Regions from separate parts of the Zea mays genome. Here region 2 is linked to region 1. Evidence: chromatin contacts called from public Hi-C data. All regions are on one chromosome and are shown on one strand. The core of a region is the stretch at or near the end of the contact, and the rest is flanking DNA. Distances in the headings are between cores, read along the strand shown. Region 1 holds the start of LOC100272816. Region 2 holds the start of LOC100191234 (Diaminopimelate epimerase chloroplastic).

Region 1 (3,340 bases), core at 356-2,855:
GAAAATAAGCTATTTTCGGCGGCGGGTCACTGGCCGCCGAAAATAAAGGCTTATTTTCGGCTGTTTTTTTCTGGCGGTCAGAAACCGCCAAAAATAGCTTATTTTCGGCGGTAAATGACTTATTTTTTGCGGTTCCTAGCCGCCGAAAATAATTGTAGCTGTTGTAGTGCAAGGTAATTACCGTCATGATCCTCCCATTGTCTGTCTTAAGATTTTTCTTTCTATCTCACTCTCAATATTTGGAACATAATGATTTGTAATTCCATGAACGGTGTCTTCAACAAATACTTAAAGTTTCGCGACGTGGCAAGCGCAGGAGGCTGCCTTCGCACAGTTCAAGGTCTGGGAATGTGGTGCCGCGTCGCCATCGTCTTCTTAGGGCATGTACAGTGGAGAGACACCAAAACGGTTCTCCAAGCACAGGAGACAACTAAGAGACTCTATTGTACAATTGAGTATCTATAAACGTAGTCTATTAATAAATATAGAATTAAATGTATTTGTATAGCATCAGATCAATAGAACAGACGACAAATTTGTACAGTGGGAAGTGAGGCGTCTGTTGCTACTTGGTTTACGTGCCAGAGGCGTCTCTTCACGGAGAGACGGCTCTAAGATTTTTTTGCAAATAACCACCTTAAACACCTTAAGAGCCTCCATATTAAACACCACTGTACATGCCCTTAGCCCAAGCATCATGCTACAGGCCATGCTCATCCTGATGATCACCACCCTCTTCGTCTCATGTGGCGCGTTCCTTTTCCTCACAATTGTCATCCAAAAGCCATCGACCGTCAGGTCATGAGGCAAGTGCATCTTGGTCAGTGTTATCAGCAGCGTGCAGCGCCTCATACTGCTTCAAATCCGAGTTATTTTTTCGCGGTGGCTGAGAGAGGAGCGGTCGTGAGAATCCTGGCCGCCGTAAGGCGTTTGGCGCGATTTGTGTCCATTGTAGCGGCCGGCGAGCCAAAATACGATTGTAAAATAGTAACCAAACAAACAAGCCCTTCGTTTCGTTTGGCCACACATGTGGCAGCCAATGGAAAATAAAAATTTCTGTAATATGGAACCAGGTTCTTATTTTTCTCTCACAATTAAAAGGTTTGGTCTAAATTAAATCCGAAACGATTGTTAGGATAGGACCATCTTTGCATTTTACTATGTCTTTTTTTTTTAAGAATGTCACGAACATGTGACTCGGAGAAACATGACTGAACAGCAATGGCAATTTCGCACAGGTGTTGTAGCCTACTAGGCTGTCGGACCGGCAAGAGCAAAACTCATGTTACTGTTCACAGGCGGTAATGTGAAAAGATTAAAAATTTATTTTTTTATAGATGGAATAAAGTTTTCCATGTCGTTATCGTGTCATATACTCATAGTACGTATAAATTGCATTTAACAATCTGCATCATTTTAAACCATGCGTCTCAGCGTCTGGTACTAGCGGGTGTGACTCATATATATATATATATATATATATATATATATATATATATATATATATATATATATATATATATATATATATATAACGATTTTTTAATCGCGCCCGGCTTTTTCCGGTCGTCGTCGTCGTCCCGTTCCCCAAATCAAAATTCACAATCACGAAGAAGAACACGAGAGCAGAACCTCGACTTTGGGCTGGGCAGACGGCATACCGCAGAGCGCAGAGAGCACGCCACCCACCTCGTCCCCTCAATTTCGCCTGTTCGCCCCAACGCCTCTCCATGGCGGGCGCCGACGCAGGGCTCGCGTCGGCCGCCGGCGACGTCGAGGAGGCCGCGCCCCTGGTCGCCGGCCCCGGCTCCCGCCGCGCGCCCGCCTCGGTGATGGGGGCGTCCCGCGACGTGCACCTGCTGAGCTCCGCCTTTCTCTTCGTCTTCCTCGCCTACCATGCGGCGCAGAACCTCCAAAGCACTGTCAACACGGTAGGTGCACCCGCTGCCCGCTAGTGCTGTTCCACTTCCACCAGTCACCAGAGATGCGTACCTCACCTCATCCGTCGCCTTGGCGGCCGTGCTGTCGCAGGACGAGAACCTGGGCTCCATCTCGCTGGGCGTGCTCTACACGTCCTTCACGGCGTTCTCGGCGGCGGGCTCCGCGGTGGTGCGGTGGATGGGATCCAGGCGCGCGCTCGTGGCCGGCACCTCCGGCTACCTCCTCTTTATCGCAGCGAACCTCCTACCGTCCTGGTAAGCACGCTCGCACGCTCCTCTCGCCTCCTCTCGACCGCCTTCCTCTCTGTTCCTGAAAGTCTGAAACTGTATGTGCTACATGATATCCCAAAAGGGAACGTACCCGTGTATACGAGGTTTTAGTTTACCTATGATGCACATGAATTAACAAATTTATAAAAAAAAATTAAAAAATCATACATGTTTCTTCCATCCTAATCCTATTATATATAAAATTTGTTATATTTTAGCTATAATAAAAAGAGAATATTTAACCGATTTTCTAATTTAAATCTATCAGAAATTTTATCTTTTTTATTACAGCTAAAGTACAATAAATTTGAACTTGAAATTTTTTATATAATTCGAGTAACGTAGAAAGAATATTTATGTATTTTTTAGAATTTTTTATGAACTTTGTTAGTTTATATGTACCATATGTGCATCCAAAGCTTAGGTGCACTTGATATTTTCCATCACAAAAAATCATCGCATTGTGTTTGAACTCATAAAGTTATTTTTTGTGGGTTATCCTTAAATAGAATTACATTTTTATATAGTATATAAGAAATTAGATGTGATACACCTACAAAGTTAAGCCTTAACCAAAGATTTTCTTTGATGGAATCACCCAAAAATTAGGATTTTTAATAATCTTTGAAACACTAAGGGCTAGTTTAAAAACTCAAATCAGGATTAGATTAGAGGGGATTGAGGGCTGGTTTGGTGGGAATTGGAGGGGTCTATTGGAGAGGAAATTCGTAACGGATTGTTAGCAACACAAATCTCACGAGCTCGAACCAACAGCAAGAGTATCACCGATCATATGATTCTGGACAATTTTAGAGTAGCAGCAGCCAACGTATTCTAGAAGGTACCGAAAAGTGAGAGGATCTAGGAACAAGAGAGGGAAGGAGAGGAAGAAGATGAACAATAATGGGAAGTAGAGGTTTCTGTTGTAAAATGATTCTTCGATGTCCTCTTTGGCTTTTCGATGTCCTCTTTGGCTTGCTCGGCTCCCATTTATAGATGGAGGGACAGGCTGTCCAGTCCCACTAGGTAGCCATTCCTAACATTCCCCACGGTTTGAAATGTGGCTTGCCTCCAAGCTGTTGATAGTGTAGACTCCAGATCAAAAAGTTGTCGGAGGCCATGCAAAAATT
Region 2 (3,340 bases), core at 392-2,891, 200 kb before region 1:
ATTAGGCAAAGAACAAAAGGTCTCAAGTGCATTTTTTTGTGTAATTCATTTTAACTGTTTTACAATGCTGCTGCAATGCATTACCTATGTGTCCCCTGCAGATTTTCAAGTTCGCCTATAAACCGAGCAAAGCAACGGACTCCATTACCACACATCTGATGAAAATCAAAAAAGAAATGATCGATCAAAATTTAGTCTATGAGAACAGTTCAGATTAACAAGCTGTATTAAACATTTTCTGGTTGTCCATATCCTGGAGATTAAAAAAGATAAGGAAAAAACATTGCGCGACATTTAATATTCACTTTCCTTCACTCTACTTGATAGTTAACAGTGCAAAAAAGAAACATATATATCTGATCATATAATAAGCATTTGTTTAGGATTGGAAACATTATGACGTTTCAAATGTTTAACAGCCAGAACATATGTGATCATATAATAAGCATTTGTTTAGGATTGGAAACATGATGAAACTTGAATTGTATAACAGCCATTCACCACTGACAGAACAGAATTTAATACTAAAACATAGCCCCAGTTTATGTTAGAGAGTGAGACATGTACGGTATACAGACCATAAATCTGGTAAGGCCGTTAAATAGTGGATATAGTAAAGATACACCAAGTGACCAATTCTGGAAAATATTCTGATGATGCTTAGATTGTTAGGTGTCCCAATCTACACTAATCGGTGCCTGGCAAATTAAAAGCTTGAGCTAGCAAGTTGATTTGAAGGCTGAAGTTTGCATCTACCAGAATTTGAAGAACCTCACAACTACACATCTACATGTTTTCTCCTTTTGCATTAAAGCTCACATGATAAAACCTGCACCAGCTTCGCACTATGCTTAGCTTAGCACAATTTGGTGGCTGAGAAGAATGGCTACCAATAAGAATTGCGAGAACATTACATCCACGACCGTGCAATAGAATTCAGTATTGTGATGAAATGGTGGAGACACGCGCACCTCTGGCTCGCTGCCGTCAGAGTTGAAGATCCTCATGGTGTAGTCGGCATCATTGACCCCTGGCATGACGAAGATGACGCCGTCGGCACCAATGCCGAAGTTTCGGTCGCACAGCTTCGCGGCCTCCTCCGGCGTCACCTTCGGCACCGACGAATCCCTGTTGTCCACCTACGAATTGAAACAGGAAACAGCAAACAAAACCGAAGTATCGTCAATAGCAGAGCATTCGAAAATCAAAACAGCACGGATTGCACGAATTCTCAACGGCGGGTCACTCCCAAAATGAACACCTCACGGGGCGGAATAGCTGAAGAGTGTTGGGAAACGGAAACAGGCGCACCATAATGAAGTCATTGCCGAGGCCCTGGTACTTGACGAAGTGGAGAGCGCGCTCGGACTCGCGGCGCTCCAGGAACGAGGCGGCGGCGCCGGACCTGGGGGCGGACACGGCCATCGAAGCGACGGCGCGGCGTGGGGCAGCGGAGACCCCGCGTAGCGGAAGGCGCACGCGACCGCGAAATGGAGTGGTGAGGTTCGGGGTGGCGACGGAGACTCCGGCAAAGGCTGTGGCGGCGGCGGACGACATGGCGGCTACAGCGGGTGCGGTCCGGGGGAGAGGACCTGTCGCGGTCGCTGTCACCGGTACATAAACCTGAATTTTTTGTTTTTAACACTATTTTCGAAAAATATTTATTTAGACCCGAGAAATTTTATATGTAATTTTGGACCCGATACTTACCTCGACGCCATAGCCTATGGCGCCGAGATGTGACGTGGCACTAACGCCTCCATGCGCCTAGGCTGACCTAGCATCGACGCGGCCCCGATGCGGCCTCGTAGCTCGGCGCCACAGATCTTGGCGCCGAGCTACGGAGGCCTATAAAACCGGTCGCGCTGCTGGCCGAGAAGAGCTCATCGCCTCTCATTTCAAAACTTCGTCAAAAGTTGTTGTATTTAAAGTTTCGAGTTGCGACACTTCGTAGACCAAGGTATGGTGTCTAACTGATTTATTTTGTATATTGGGTTGTACTTTTTCGATTATTAGTTTCCAATGTTGCTCATAATATATATAGTATCGTTAATATGATGAGTATATTTCATTTGATAGTTTGTGTAAACCTATTATAAAGCCTATTAGGTACAAGTGATAATTATAATCGTTTATTAGATGAAAGACATGTACCGGGAGGCGTTATGGCAGAAGAGAGGTCGTCCTCGGGAGTTATATCCGGACGTATCTAGTAAGGATGCTCCTGAACTCTCTGTGACTAATTGTGACTGTGGCAGACTGGCTTGGGTATGTCAATCCAAACATCCAGACACGGCTGCTCGCTGCTTCTACCTTTGTGGCGGTTTTGACGTACGTAGCTTATGACTTGTGACTTAATTTTGTTCGAATTTATTATTTACTAGATGTGTAATAGTGCTTCGTTCCATTGTTTTAGGGGCACCTGAGGTGTTTTTTTCCAGTGGATCGACGGTCCTGATAAATTTGACCCTCGATATCTTCTTTTCGCTAATTGGTTGTGTGGAAGGACTAGTCATGAGCGTTTTAAGCGTTGGGTACCTCCTCCCTCGAATCCTCCACCAATGACGGATGCGGAGAAGGAGGTAGCAACAGACAGAATGATGGACTTACCGCCTCGATACGATTGTGGAGACCGTGTTGTCATCGACGAAGACACTGCGAAGCAGTTCATGTGTCCGAACATTGATTATGTGAGCCCATCGATATGCTAAATGTATGAACTAGTTATTTTTTACAATAAATTACTAATTTATTCTTCTGCAGCCATACGGGCGGCGTAAGTGTCGTTTCAGAGAGTGGTTGTATGGTCCTTTGTCCCATTGGCCAGAGGCAGAGGTAAAGGAAAAGAAAAAAATCAGTGGGCGGAAGAGTTGAAGTTTGATCCAGTACTCTGCAAATGTGGTATTGAAGCTAAGTATGGATTAGTTCCTTCCGAGCTTAGTGTTGGATATTTTTGTGGACATATGGTCGATTACGATGAGGTTGGTATTTATTTATTGTTTTGCATCAGATGTAATATTATACCGGTACTTACTATTTTTTGTAGGAGACGAGGAAATGCAGTTAGAGTTACGACAACAAAGGAGAGGTGATGCGCACAATAGAGTCCAAGAGACTAATGGGATAGAAGATGCGTTGTGAATCTCAGCTCGTCGATTCGTACATTAACGATTGCATACGCGACATGCGTAGGTACGCGAAATCTGCCTTTTATGACAGCCCGAAGTGTGCAGAGTATAGGAGGTTGAAGGCGGAAGATGAGAAGAGAGCACAGGATGCAAGGGAATAGGAAGCGGCTCGAGCCGAGAAACAGATGTTGGATAATCTTGCTGATCGTCTC

The links. Hi-C and Micro-C count contacts between places; a contact is called where the count stands out from the background.
Region 2: a contact with region 1 is called in a Hi-C map of ear, with 2.7 times the contacts expected there. The contact joins the promoter of LOC100191234 here to the promoter of LOC100272816 in region 1. A contact is called at or near these places in 6 of 25 Hi-C or Micro-C datasets (ear, leaf and tassel) and 1 of 3 datasets of contacts at active chromatin or transcription factors (leaf).

The regions. Positions count from the first base shown.
Region 1 is chr1:154,240,769-154,244,108 of Zm-B73-REFERENCE-NAM-5.0, reverse strand. LOC100272816 reads left to right here and starts at 1,605. Exons shown (of 10, transcript NM_001196101.2): 1 at 1,605-1,931; 2 at 2,032-2,195. The coding sequence starts at 1,731. It also overlaps the pseudogene LOC109941415.
Region 2 is chr1:154,436,436-154,439,775 of Zm-B73-REFERENCE-NAM-5.0, reverse strand. It overlaps LOC100191234 (Diaminopimelate epimerase chloroplastic), which reads right to left and starts at 1,641. Exons shown (of 10, transcript NM_001136668.1): 1 at 1,312-1,641; 2 at 972-1,139; 3 at 85-155. The coding sequence starts at 1,557.